Regions from separate parts of the Mus musculus genome. Here region 1 is linked to region 2. Evidence: chromatin contacts called from public Hi-C data. All regions are on one chromosome and are shown on one strand. The core of a region is the stretch at or near the end of the contact, and the rest is flanking DNA. Distances in the headings are between cores, read along the strand shown. Region 1 overlaps Mgat5 (mannoside acetylglucosaminyltransferase 5). Region 2 has its middle 24 kb from the start of Gm41945.

The links. A called contact is a pair of places that touch in the nucleus more often than the background predicts.
Region 1: a contact with region 2 is called in a Hi-C map of liver, with 3 times the contacts expected there. The contact joins two enhancer-like sites. A contact is called at or near these places in 1 of 484 Hi-C or Micro-C datasets (liver) and 1 of 9 other capture datasets (embryonic stem cells).

What each region holds. Positions count from the first base shown.
Region 1 is chr1:127,353,854-127,360,417 of GRCm38.p6, reverse strand. The region is part of intron 4 of Mgat5 (mannoside acetylglucosaminyltransferase 5); the gene reads right to left. Among named protein-coding and RNA genes, the nearest start is that of Gm23734, 18 kb to the left of the region's middle. Within about 2 kb of position 4,652, at least 8 of the 459 cell types and tissues checked have an H3K27ac peak or open chromatin away from gene starts, as enhancers often do. A contact at or near this core is called in liver, where this site is marked.
Region 2 is chr1:127,044,778-127,052,000 of GRCm38.p6, reverse strand. It overlaps the pseudogene Gm5261. Among named protein-coding and RNA genes, the nearest start is that of Gm41945, 24 kb to the right of the region's middle. Within about 2 kb of position 5,755, at least 6 of the 459 cell types and tissues checked have an H3K27ac peak or open chromatin away from gene starts, as enhancers often do. A contact at or near this core is called in liver, where this site is marked.

The DNA of each region.
Region 1 (6,564 bases), core at 3,403-5,902, 310 kb before region 2:
AGCTCTCCACTTCCTAAAGGTTTCCTAACCATCCCAAACAGAGCCACCAGCTGGTTAATCTCACAATTATCCACTGAGACACAGTATGGGAGACAATTCCCATTCAAACCACTGGCCTGTGCACCAACCCCCTGGGAGGGTTCTCCTCACTCGGGAATTGTTGCAAAGCTTTCTAAGGATCTAGTTACCCTTCCTGGGCCAGGTACTGAGACCTGCAATGATAACACAGGATTTCATTTAACCACAGAGCAACTAGGAGACCCTAGGATGCTCATCATGCAACACAGCATGCAGGTTCTTGCTCCCTCAGTACTCTACTGCTGCAATACATTCATCCTATGAATGATGGTCTTTGTGCTGTCTTGTCACCCCTCGTCAGTTCTAAGTCACTGTGCCTGAGGGTAGTGGGTAAAGGACGCTGAGATCACAATACTTTCGATTTGTACAATGAGAAAAGCTTGGTTATTTTAAGTGAATATAATAGCACCACAGTACCAACTTATGTTTGTATATTTCCATTTCTGAGGCTGGAAGGGAAAATGGAGTTTGTATATGATGTGGATAATCAGGGTCCTGCATAAATCTGCATGCACTCATCTCTATGCAAATGGCACTTTCTGTAAGAATAAACTTAGTTCCCAGGATCATTTTTCCTGCAACAAAATGTTCTTCAGTATTTTAGGCAACAACAGAGAGAACACAAAATATCCCACACAGGTATCCAGTTACAGTAAATGGGCAAGGCAGTCTCTATTATAAGTTGGGAGAGTGCTAGCTTTATATTTCAAAAACATTTTTAAAAAAGAGTTACACTATATGTCCTTAGGAAAAAAATAGCTTCTCTACATAATATTTAAAAAATAAGATAAGGGCTGACGTATTTTGAGACATTCTCAGTTGTCAACTCTGAGGAGACTATGAAACTGGCAAGTAGGTGGAAAGGCTTAGGTGACGGTGGCAAACACTGGATGGCAGGCATCCTTGGGTTGTGCCTCAGGTGAGTTTGATGACTATACTCCTTTTGCAATAAGTGCAATAAGGTGAGAGCCTTTTGGAAGCAGCATTCTCACAGGAGGTTTCCTGGAGGAAGTGGCACTGCAATGTCGCTGTCCTTGTGAAACTGTGTCAGTACCCGAATCACGCACATGTACATTTTTTTTTCAGTCCCACAAGCAACATTTGTTCAGTTTTTCTTCTAGAACAGGCCTGACTCCTCTTATCAGACTGTCAAAGATGTTCTGAACATGGAGGTCTGTTAGGTAAAAAGGTAGACAAATAAACTCTACACCTGTATGTATTAGTATTTCTTATCATTGGGGAAGAGAAAACAATATAGAATTAGAAACTATGAGAAAAGACTGACAATAGAAGACTATTTTAAGTGTATAAATTCCTTTACACAAGCTTTCACTGAAAGGGTGAATCAACTCAGAAAAACAGTCAGGAAGGAGAGGCAGAGGCAGGTGGATTTCTGTGAATTCTAGGCCAGCCTGGTCTACATAGGCAAGTTCCAGGGCAGCCAGACCTATATGAGACTTCAAAAAACCAAAAGAGGTTAAGAAAAGAACAGCAAAGACCAGCAACATGGCTCGGTGGGTAGGTACTTACTTAATGCTAAGCCTAGTGACCTGAGTTCAACCCCAAGGACACACTTGCAATGTGGAGCAGCAGAACTGATGCCCACAAATTGTGCCATGGAGCATGCAGTTCGCAAAATAAATACACATAAAAATATTTATTTTTTAAAGAAAATCAATCAATAAAATTAGCTTTAGATAATGTGAATGCCAGAGGACTGACAAGAAATTTAAAGCAGCTATGATAATATTAAAGACAAAAAAAAATCAGTGGCTGAAAGATTTATTAGCAGAGAAATGAATATTTGCAAGAACACACACATACATACATATGCACCCCACCACCACCACCACCTCCAAGAATTCCAGGATGTAAACTAGACTATCTGAAATGGAAAATTCACAAACTAAAAGTAAGAGTAAACTAGGAGATGCTGAAGAAAAGACCAGTGAACCAGACAGCATCGGAATTGGACAACAGAGGTTGAAGGAAGAGTAAGCAGAGTGTCCACGACATGTCGGAGAGGATGGGCAAATGAATGCCCAGAGAGACAATGGGCTGACAGCTAGCTTTGTCAACTTGATTCAGTAAGGAATCCCATGGGAAGGGGCTCCCAACGACAGCCTGTCTCTATCAGGTTGGTCTGTGCACATTTTTGATAAGGAATCTGTTTTCTTATTTGGGTTAACTGTGGTTGGAAGACCCAGATAGACTGCATACGAACAGGACAGTTTCACAGGACGGAGCCTGGACTGTATAAAGAAGGGTAGGGCAAATGAATTGGGCAGCAAGCAAGCAAACATTGTTTCCTGTCCTTGACTATGGCTGTGACTAGCCACATCAAGTTCTCACCACCTTGACACCACTACAGGGATGGACAAGAACCTACAATTTTAAGTCAAATAAACCCTTTTCCACTAAGCTGCATTTTGTTAGGGTCTTTTTTTCCCCATAGCAATAGAAAGAAAACAAGAACAAATGGAAAAGAAAAATGCTTGAAGAAATAATGGCCATCAAGTTTCCAAAATCATTTTTTTAAAAAAAAATCGTTAAGTTCAAATCTAATAACTCAGTGACTCACACAGAAGGCAGAGACAATTACATTTGTTATAACCAAACTGCTAAAGGTCAAAGACAAAGAAAAACATTAAAGGAAGCTAAGGAAAAACAAGACACATTACATAAAAGGCAATAAAGATAGCCAAGCCACCTGACTTCACATCAGAAAAGCTGGAACCAAACCAAACAAAGACAGATTTGCTGCGTAAGTCAAGCGAAAACTTTCTGTTAGTTCTCTACCTACTCTGAAAAATGCCAATCAAAGGTAGACAAATAAACAATGCCATTTTTAGAAAAATAAATGAGAAATTTCACCACTTGCAGACCTGTATAGCAAAAAATAAAAAAAAACAAAAATCTTGGAGGCTGAAAATGCTGCTGTCAAGTACAAGGACTTGCACTCTGTTTTTTCCTAGTGAACATACAATGCTGAGCGCTGCACTGTATGCATGTAACCCCAGCATGGGCAAGGCAGAGACGGGAGGATCCCTGGAGCTTGCCAGCCTGTCAGCCTAGTCAAATGCGTGAGAGCCAGGCCCATAAGAGATGAGAGACCTTGCCACTAAGCCACTCAATACATCAAGCAAGCAAGCCAAGAAGTGGTAGAGGAAGACATCTAACACTTACTTCCACAGGCACACAGGCACACACATGTATGTGCACCCATGCACACACAGGAGAAAATGTTAATATATGTTCAAGTAGAAAACTATAAGATGTGTGTGCATGTCTCTGTGTGTGTGTATGTTGTTTGGTTGGTTGTTGTTGTTTAACTAGAGTCTTTCTATATAACTCTGGCTGTCCCTAGTCTTGCTATCTATACCAGGCAGGCTTTCCGCCTTTCTTTGGTTTTTCAAGACAGGGTTTCTCTGTACAGCCCTGGCTGTTCTAGAACTTGCTCTGAGGACCAACCCAACCTCAAACTCAGAGATCTGCTTGCCTCTGTCTCCCAAGTGCTGGGAATAACGGTGTGTCCTGCAGCCTTGACTACCTCCGACAGGCTAGGGTTAAAGGCATGCCCCACCAGCTACCATGTCCAGCTTTCCCTCACTTCTTTCATCAGGTCTCTACCTAATACAAAAGCCTATTAGAGTATGATGAGGCTTCAGAGATTTTCAATCATATGAAGAACATTACTAGAAAGGATAGCTGATCAATATGAATTAAACATGAACTTATAATATCATAACACTTTTATCTTCATGTGACATCTTTCAAGGTCCCCAGTGTTTACATGGACCCAATGTCTACTTATACTGTGCCTTTTCCTCTGCATACATATGATAATGTGTCGTTTATAAATTAGGCACAGTAAGATTAACAGTAATTAGTGATACAATTCAGTATAGGATATACTTTAGCCAAAGTTATTAGTGTATATAGAAGAAATTATAGAGGATTTGTTCTTTTCCTTAAAAGATTTCAGCCAGGTGTAGTGGTACATGCCTTTAGTTCTCACACAGGAGAGGCCACGGCAAGAGCATATCTATGAGTTTGAGGTCAGTCAGCCCTACATAGTAAGCTGGCTCCAGGCCAACCAAGGGTACATAGTGAGATCCTGTCTCAAAAACACCACCAAAAAAAGGACCGTATTTTTATTTTTAATTACGTGTACCTATGTGGGTATTTGTGCCTGTGAGTGTAGTGTCCACTGAGGTCAGAAGAGCTGCTCGATCTTCTGGCCCTGGAGTTACAGGTGACTGTGAGCAGCCGGATGAAACCTAGGAACAACACTTGGGCCTTCTGGAAAAGTACAGAGTGGTTTTAACCTTGAGCCATCTCTCCAGCCCTCTCGGGGCTTATTCTTCATGTAGATCTTAAAATCCTCAGCACACACGTTGTTTCTTTGTCTAAGGCAAGAGCTTACAGCTGTTTACTCAAAGGAAGTGCTGCACAGCCTTTCTTAGCTGTACTGGAATGGCAGCGCTTCAAAACTCTCGAGCTTTGGGCCAGTATGAAGCAAAATAAGGGCTATCCGGACACGCATTGAGCTGAGCTGATTGCCAAGTGACTGCTGCCAGGTAGCTCGTACGGCAGCAGCAGAACACCAGAGCTCCCCTTCTAGGAAGGAGAGCACGTGGGGCCATCATACTGCATGGAACTTAAAACTCACTAATTATTTCTGCAATTTTTCCACTTACGCACACAACTGCATGGCTTTAATCCCAGCACTCAGGAGGCAGAGGCAGGCAGATCTCTGTGAGTCTGAGGTCAGCCTGGTCTACAAAGTGAGTTTCAGGACAGTCAGGACTACACAGAGAAACCCTGTCTGGAAAAACAACACCAAAAAGCTGCTGATTATTTTTGGAATCCTCTGTTAACATTTCTAGATCACGGTTAACCCAGGTAACTGAACCCATCCAAAGAAAAGCCATGGATCAGGGAGGTTACTATGTTAACTCTGGGCAAATTGTTTGTCCTGGTTTTATTTCTGTTGCTGTGCAATAGCAACCAAAGGGCTTGTTTGCCTTACCATTCCAGGATACACACAGTTCATCATTTCGGGGAAGGCAGGGCTCAGCAGCTGCTGGCATCACACCCACCGTCCAGAACAGAGAGGGACCAATACACACCTACTGCCTGCTTACTGCCTATTTAACCCTCGCCCTGCATAGTGCAGGACACACCCCACATACACTTAGGGAAGGGTGCAATGCAAACTTACCTTTTTTTTAAAGATTCATTTATTTTTATTGTATGTGCATTGGTGCTTTGCCTGCATTGTCTTTGTGAGGATGCTGGATGCCCTAGATCTGAGCCCCAGTCCTTCAGAAGAGCAGCAAGTGCTCTTAACTGCTGAGCTGTCTCTCCAGTCTCGCAACAACAACAAAAAACAACATTTTTTTTTCTTCCTAGACAGAGTTTCTCTGTGTAGCCCTGGCTGTCCAGGAACTCACTCTGTAGACCAGGCTGGCCTCAAACTCAGAGATCAGTCTGCCTCTGTCTTCCAAGTATCAAGATTAAAGGCAAACACCACACTCTTGGCTACAAACTACCATACAAGTATTGAGAAAGGACATTGTGATCCCCGCAGCAGGGGGCTGGCAAACAACCCTTATCCCAGTCCAAATCGGCTAATTGCCTACTTTTATGTTTAAAGCTTTATGTCTAGCCATGCCATTAAGTCATATTTCTACAGCTAATGTGCACTATAATGACAGAGTTCAACCACTGTAAGGAGGTTAGGATGCTATAGCTCACAGGGTTAAAATAGCTCAGTCAGTCCTTTAGAATCCACTGGCCTCTCTTTCAGAGTAGGATCATTGATCCTACTATTTAAAGTGTGTGTGTGTGTGTGTGTGTGTGTGTGTATTGAAGGATAGCATTAGTAATGACTCAATTTCAGCCACCATCTCCTTCCTTTCCTAGAACGTCTACAGACCATCTGTACATCAAAAGCAGAGTAAAAACAAAAGCTAGAACTCAGTCAGTACGCGCCTGTGTGAGGTGGCCAGAGGTTGACATCAGGTGTCTCCATCAGCTGTGCCTCATTCACGCTTTGCTTTATTTCTGACAGTTTCTTAGACATGCTTGGTGATCTTATTCAACACTCTTTACTCTCTTTGTCCCCATTCCTTTCCCATTGAATTCCTTCTTCCCATCTAATTCCCGGAGGCTACACCATTAAAGAAATGGCACAGCCTCCTGGAATCATCTGTGTCTTCATGGGACCTCCTCTACCCATGATGGACAGTTGGAGGCCCAGCCTAACACAGTATCCACAACTGCCATGTGCTCATAGTTTCTATCACCAGGCCACATCTGGGTGACCACTCTTCATGGTACCAACCACTGTTCTTCCTCCTCTTCCTCTTCCTCCTCCTCCTCCTCCTTTCCCTCCTCCCTCCCTCCCCCTCCTTCTCCTCCTCCTCCAGCTCTTAAATCCTTTCTCTGTTTCTTCTATAACATTCCCTGGGCCTTGCAGGG
Region 2 (7,223 bases), core at 4,506-7,005:
CACAGCTATAGTTGATTTTGTTTTTACACGAATGTTTATGCATCTGAATTTAGAGTGATTACAGGTCTATGTGCCAAGTTCTGGATTTGTCTTTGTTGGATAGGTGTTTTCTTCTTTGGTTTTGGTTTACTCTCTGGTCTTCTGGCTGGATGGGCTTGTGATTGAGTAGAGGGTCTCTGCTTGAGTTGAAAACTGGACTTCTGATGGTCTGGATGGCCTCTGTTCCACCAGGTGGTCAGTGATCAAGTTGAGAGCTGGAATTCCTACAATGTGTATGACCTCTGATCTGGTAGGGGCTCCTCTGGGGTTCAGGATGCTAGCCTGACTTCTGGAGGGTAGGGAGGCTTCTGTCAGAGGTGTGGGCCAAAATATGGTGGCTAGGAGAGGAGGAACAGTTGGGGTTATGTTGGGCAGGTGGGGGTAGGGTAGAGGTGGGGTAGCAGTTTTACCAGGGGTTCAAAATGCTGTCCTTGCCTCTGGTGAGATGGCCATGGCTGGCTTTTTAAGCTTTTGGGAATCAAACTTAGGCAAGTACTTTATGAACTGATCTATCTCCTCAGCCATGCAAGTAAGATGTCTTTACACTAAAATATACTGTGCCTAATCGTTTACATATTACCTATGGTGGTCTCTGCTCCAATATCATCTGAGCACCTGAGCAGTTCTATCAAAGATCATATGGACCACAAAATCTAAGTCCTTGCTACCTAGCTTGTTACAAAAATGTTTGCCTACCTCTTTTGTATAATGTAGTAACTCTGTGTGTGTGTGTATACACACACACACACACACACACACACACACACACACACATATATATAGGCAACTATCACTTCTATCAAATTTTGGAACAATTTTATCACCACAGGAGAAATTTCACATCCATTAGCAGTAGTCTCCCCCATGCCTTTAACAAGCATTAATCTACCACCTATCTTTGTGGATTTTCATATTCTTGAAATAGTATATATATATATATATGGAATAATACAATATGTGGTCTTTGTGAATGGGCTTCTTTCACTTTATCTAATGTCCTCCCTCTCACACCCCAGAGGATGCCTACTATATTCCATGTACATAACTATGATAGACTTTCATTTATAAATTAGCCAAGTGAGAGATTAAGAACATGACTAGTGCTGCTGCACTTCTTCCTCCTCCTCTTCTTCTCCTCCTCCTCCTCCTTGGGAAAAACACCAATTGGTGCAGTAGGAGGGCCCAGAAGGCATGGAGCCCATAATTAGGAGGTTATGTTGCTTTCTGGAGGATATGGCAGCAGTCTTGGATGTTTCAGGGCTCTTGGAGGTAAATCCAAAGACAAGGAATGGGTGCCTGTCACCAAGCTGGGCTGCCTGGATAAGGATATGGAGATCAAGTCCGTGGAAGAGGTCTACCTTTTCTTCCTGCCCATTAAGGAATCTGAGATTTTTGGCTTTTTTTCTCAGAAAATACCTAAAGGATGAGGTTCTAACAATCCTGCCAGTGCAGACTCAGGCTGGCCAGTAGACCAGATTCAAGGCTTTTGTTGTTATTGGGGACTACAATGATCATGTTGTTCTTGGTGTTAAGTGTCCTGAGAAGGTAGCCACTGCCATCTGAGGGCCTATCATCCTGGTCAAGCTTTCCATAATCCCTGTACAGAAAGGCTGCTGGGAGAACAAGATTGGCAAGCCCCACACTGTTGTGTTCCAAGTGACAGGCTGCTGTGGCTGTGTGTTGCTGCAGTTCATCATCCTGGTTCTAAGAGGCATTGGCATTGTCTCTGCTCCTGTGCCCAAGAAGTTGCTGCTGAGTGCTGGTATTGATGACTGCTACCCATCAGCCCAGCACTGTACTGCCACCCTGGGAAACTTTGCCAAGGCTACCTTTAATGCCATCTTTAAGATCTATAGCTACATGACACCCCCCCCATCCCCGTCCCCCACCCCCCTGCTTCTAGAAAGAGACTATGTTCACCAAGTCTCCATATCAGGTCTCTATTCAGAAGATGCAGGTTCCAGCTGTGGCTAAGACATAAGGGTTTTTATAGAAGAAAAATAAAGTGAATTAAGTCTGAAAAAAATAAAAGAACTAGCCAGTGAAGGTGAGATGGCTCAGTGGGAAAAAGTTGCTGCCATGCCTGATGACAGAAGTTCAATCCTGAAAACACACATGACAGAAGGAGAAAACTGACTCCCTAATGTTGTCCTCTGATATGTACACATGCACGGTGACATGAATGTGCATACACATGCATATACACTAAGTAATTAATAGTTACACTAGATAAATATAAGTATAAATTATAACTAATTATACTGAATAAGTAATCAATAAAAACTAATAATAAAATAGATCTATCTCCCCATCTTTATAGGGCTTTTTTCAAGCAAAAGTAATTACAACCTAATAGGAAACAACAATAATGGTAAACATGGCTGTTATTTTAGCCTCTAGCATGTAGCAGACACTGCCTTTTGCAAACTTAAGTCCATTTCACCCCTATAGGAATAATAAGAACTTGATGACATGGCTTCCATAGCAAGTGACAGCATTGAAGCCAGAGCTTGGCTTTGCTTCTCTTTACAGACTTTACCTTAAAGCACATCACTATATCCCTTTCCACCACAGGAAGACTGCTTGAACGTGTGCAATAGTGGGCCTGCAATGTGGCTCAGTGGGCAAAGGTGATTGCAGTCAAGCCTGATGACCTGAGTTTGATTCCTGGGAGCCATATGGTGGAAGGAGAGAATCCACTCTGGCAAGTTTTCCTCTGACCTCCAAATGCATGGCCCCCAACAATAAAAGATAAATAATTGTAAAGGAGAGTAATGTTGTGAGCATGGACATACATGTTTACTCATACACACATATCTAACTTCATAATGATCCATGAAAACATACTTATGGGCCAATTGTTGGGTAGAACGTAGATAAAAATATAATGCTATAGTACTACTCACCCAAGAAAAATCTAGGAGTATTAGAACAGTTGGCAGCGGAGCCATTTAGGGAATATAGGAAAGAAAGATCCTTGTCAGACCTTATATGGCCTCTGGGAGTGCTAGAATGTGAGCTTAGAGGAAGCCAGGTAGGTAGTCTCTTGACTCATGACTTCCATTAGTATTTTCAAAGCTTGGAGCACAATACCCAGTGCTAAGGAGCCCTCAAAGCCAGGGAATTTTTCAGAGATAATGTGCCAGCCCCAAAGCCTTTACAGATCTTCCTGAGCTAAGATGAGTAGAGCTGCCTCAGACCTTGGGGCCCAGGACCTCAGCAATTTTCCTGAAAGCCCCTATTGTTCCAATAAGGCTAATTTCAATGAGTTCCTGAGAACAATTTAAGACATCTTTTTTTTTTCTGCCTTTCTTTCAAAGGAGCTGTGTCCATGCCAATGCCTTTGCCCATAATGGGAGAAAGAGGGTTTCTGTCCTGTTCTCCAGGTCAAACTTGCCTTGTTTAGACAGTTTCCAATCAGTTACATGTATTTTCATCAACAATTCTTATCTCTTGCTTAAAATGAAGAACCCTGCAAGGTGGGATGGGGATTTTCAAGTCATTTTAATAATGTATCAGGGCAAATTAGAGGAACTGGTACTGTAGCTCAGTTGGTAGAGTGTTTGCCTAGCATGCACAAAAACCTGCGTTCTAAGCTAGAGCACTCCAAAATCATTACAGTGACCCATACCCCAAATCCTGATTCTTGGGAGATAGAGGCAAGATCAGAAGTTCAAGGCTAGCCTTGGCCACACAATGAACTTGAGGCCAGTTTGGGCTACATAGACCCTGTATTGAGAAAAAGATAGCTAGCTAGCTAGATGGATGGATGGATGGATGGATGGATGGATGGATGGATAGATAGATAGATAGACAGATAGATAGATAGATAGACTGTAGATTGTTGCTTTAGAATCACACAACTGCTAGCCTATGCATGCATGTAACATTTAAAATGAGGCTAGTCTGAGTTAAGTCTTTCTGTGCATATAAAGTAGCACATATTATCTGAAAGTCTCAATACCAAAAAAATAAATCAAAACTTTTAGAACTTTTCCAGTGTTTTTTGTGTTGAAGTAATGCTATAAGCAGGTCTTGCCCTCCATGTCAATTCAGGTCCATGCAAAGAACCCTGCAAGATGGGATGGGGATCTTCAAGTCATTTTAATAATGTATCAGGGCAAATTAGGATCATTTTGCCTAAATGCCTTTGTTTTTGGTCAAATCATGAAGCATTCCTGCTATTGGCGGTTTCTTTTCTCTGTGTGTGCACTGTCATGTGCACGCAAGCGCATAGGTGAACATGGTCGGAGGACAACTTCCTATGTCACACATTCTTAGGCCCTCTCCACATTCTATTTTTTTTTTCTTTTTGACACAGGCTATGATTGGCTTGAAGCTCATTGAGCTGTCTAGGCTGGCTGGCTCACAAGCCTCAGGGATCTATCTACCTTCCTAGCACTGAGATTTCAAGTGTGTGCCACCATACCTGGCTTTCTTTACATGTGCTCTGATGGTTGGCCGTGGGTCCTCAACACTTGTCCTCCAGAGAATCGAGTACTTGAACAGTTGATACCCAGTTACTGGTGCTGTTCTAGAAATGGAGCCTTAAGGAGGAAGGAAGTGTGTCACTGGGGTTGGGCTTTGAGGGTTTATAATCTCACACCATTTCCTTCCCACCTCACTTCCCATTCCTGTGAGCAATCAGCCAGCTTCCTGTTCCTGATACCACTCCTATGCCTCTATCCCTCTAGGGCTCCATCCCTCTAGGATTGTAAACAAAAACTATTTTCTTCTCTAAGTTGCTTTGGTTGTGGTATCATGGTGTCAGAAAACTAACTTACATAGGGAGTCAGACATGGAGGGTATTGTTTAGTCTCTATGCTGCTATCACAATGTTGTGCATTGCCAACTAAACGTGTACTATGTAGAAACTGAGAGTCAGGTAGGAAGAGAAAATACTCAGGAAGGTTGGAGAATCCCAAGCATGGTTTTGCTTGTGAGTTTCATAGGCAGTCAGGGAGCCAGAGTGGAGCCAGAAGCTTAAGCTGTCCACAGACATCAAGATAACAGAGTGCTGGCTAAGCTCTTTCCATCATACTTTTCAGATCCCCTGTCCTTCCTGTCAGTACTGTGTATGTTTAAACTTTGCATATGTCTAAATGTGGTATGCATCTGTGTATGATTGTATGTATGCACATGTGCACATAGAGGTGTAGGTGCATGTGCATGCGTATGGAAACCTGAGGTTGACATCTGAAATCTTCCTTTACTACTCCATACTATTCATTGAGGCAGTGTCTCTCAGCTGAACCCTGAGCTTGTAGACTGGGCTAGCAAAGCTCTCAAGATTGCTCCTACGATCCCCTGTCTCAGTTTTCCAAGGCCACAATTACCTTGGAGGGTCACCACACACATATCCAGCATTTATGTGGGTCCTGGGGATTCAAACTTGGGTCTCCATATGTGCACGGCAATTGTTTTACCCACTGATCTATCTCCCAGTCCCCGGGACTTGTGTTTTCTGAAACTTCTTCATGAGCTTTATTTTAATGTGGAAAACAAATGATTTCTGGAGGTAGTAACATCTGCCATTGAAGGAAAAATAGTGTTTCAGAGAATCCTCTAGAAAATTCTCTTTGATGTTACAGAAACATTGTACCTCAAAGAGTATCCACACGTGGGATGTGGAGATAATTAATCTTCTATCCTGGCTGTTGCTGACATTTACAGCCAAAGACTTTGACAGACTCATTTCCAAGTCATCACAGTTAAAGTGCTGGTGCCCAGAAGGTATTGATTAACGAACCTGTGTGAATATTGAAGGACGTTTCTAATGGGCTACAAGAAGACTTTGCCTGTGACCTAATTCATTTTACCACCCATTTATGAGATGTAAAAGGAAAACTTTGGGGTCAGCAGGATGGCTCAGTGGAGGCCCCTTCCACCAAGCCAGACATCCTGAGTTCAATTCCTAGGACCCATACGGTAGAAGGAGAGAGCTAACTTCTATGAGTTGCCCTCTGATCACCACAGAGTGGGCCTTGGCACACACACTTTTATTGGTATAAATAAATGAAACAGAAAATTTGAAATCCAGACTTTGGAAAGTAGGAAAATATTAGTAATCGATGTTGGGTAAATAATTGCACAACATTTTCGGTTGGAGAGATGGATCAGTAGTAAAATGCTTATTATGCAAGCACTAGGGTATGAGTTTGATCTCCAGACCTCACATTAAACAAAACAAAACAAAACAAAACAAAACAATACAAAACAAAACAAAACCTGAACCTGGTAGCACACTCTTATAATCCTACCACTGGGGAGGTGGAGACAGGTGAATCTCTTAAGCTTACTGACCAGCCTAGCCTACTTGGCATATTCTGGACCAGTGAGAGAACCCATGTTTTCCTGTAGTTAAGCATCTATTTGGGGGAGAAAACAATGACCAGATTCATTTGGCTTAACACATCCTAATCACATTCCATTATCAAGGGAATCCAGGGCAGAAACCTGAAGGCTAGAACTGAAACAGAGACCATGGAGGAACACTGCCTACTGGCTTGCTCCCCATGGATTGCTCAGCTTGCTTTATTACGCAGTAAGGACCACCTGCCTAGGGTGACACCGCCCACAGTGGACTGAATCCTCTTACACCAATCATCAATCAAGAAAATGTCTCATAGACTTCCTCTCAGGCACTTTCTCACTTGAGTTTCCCTTATCTCACGTGACTCTAACTTGTGTCAAGTTGCCAAAAAATTAACCAGCACACCCTGTCTCTAAAATCAAGATTGAAAAGGGCTGGAGAGATGACGGCTCAGTGGTTAAGAGCATTTACTTCTGGTCCAGACTACTAGAGTTCAGTTCCTAGTACTCACATCAGGCAGCTCATTACCACCTGTATCTGCAGCTCCGGGAGGATCAGGCATACTTGTGGCCTCCACTAGGAGCTACAGTCATGTGCACCCCCATCCCTGGCACACATACTCACTCATATCCATAATCAAAAATAAAACTGAATAGAAAAATAAGGTGGGTGCTCCTGAGGAATGACACCAGTGGGTGTTCTCTGTTTTCTACATGTGTGCATGTGCATCTGCGTACACACAAGTACAGGCATACAGACACATACACAATTCAGAAATAAAAATCATTTAATGGGAGGGATTTGGACACCTTCCTATGTAGTGTTATGACAGGCCTCCAACTCTGTTCCATCATGTCTGAGACACGAATTA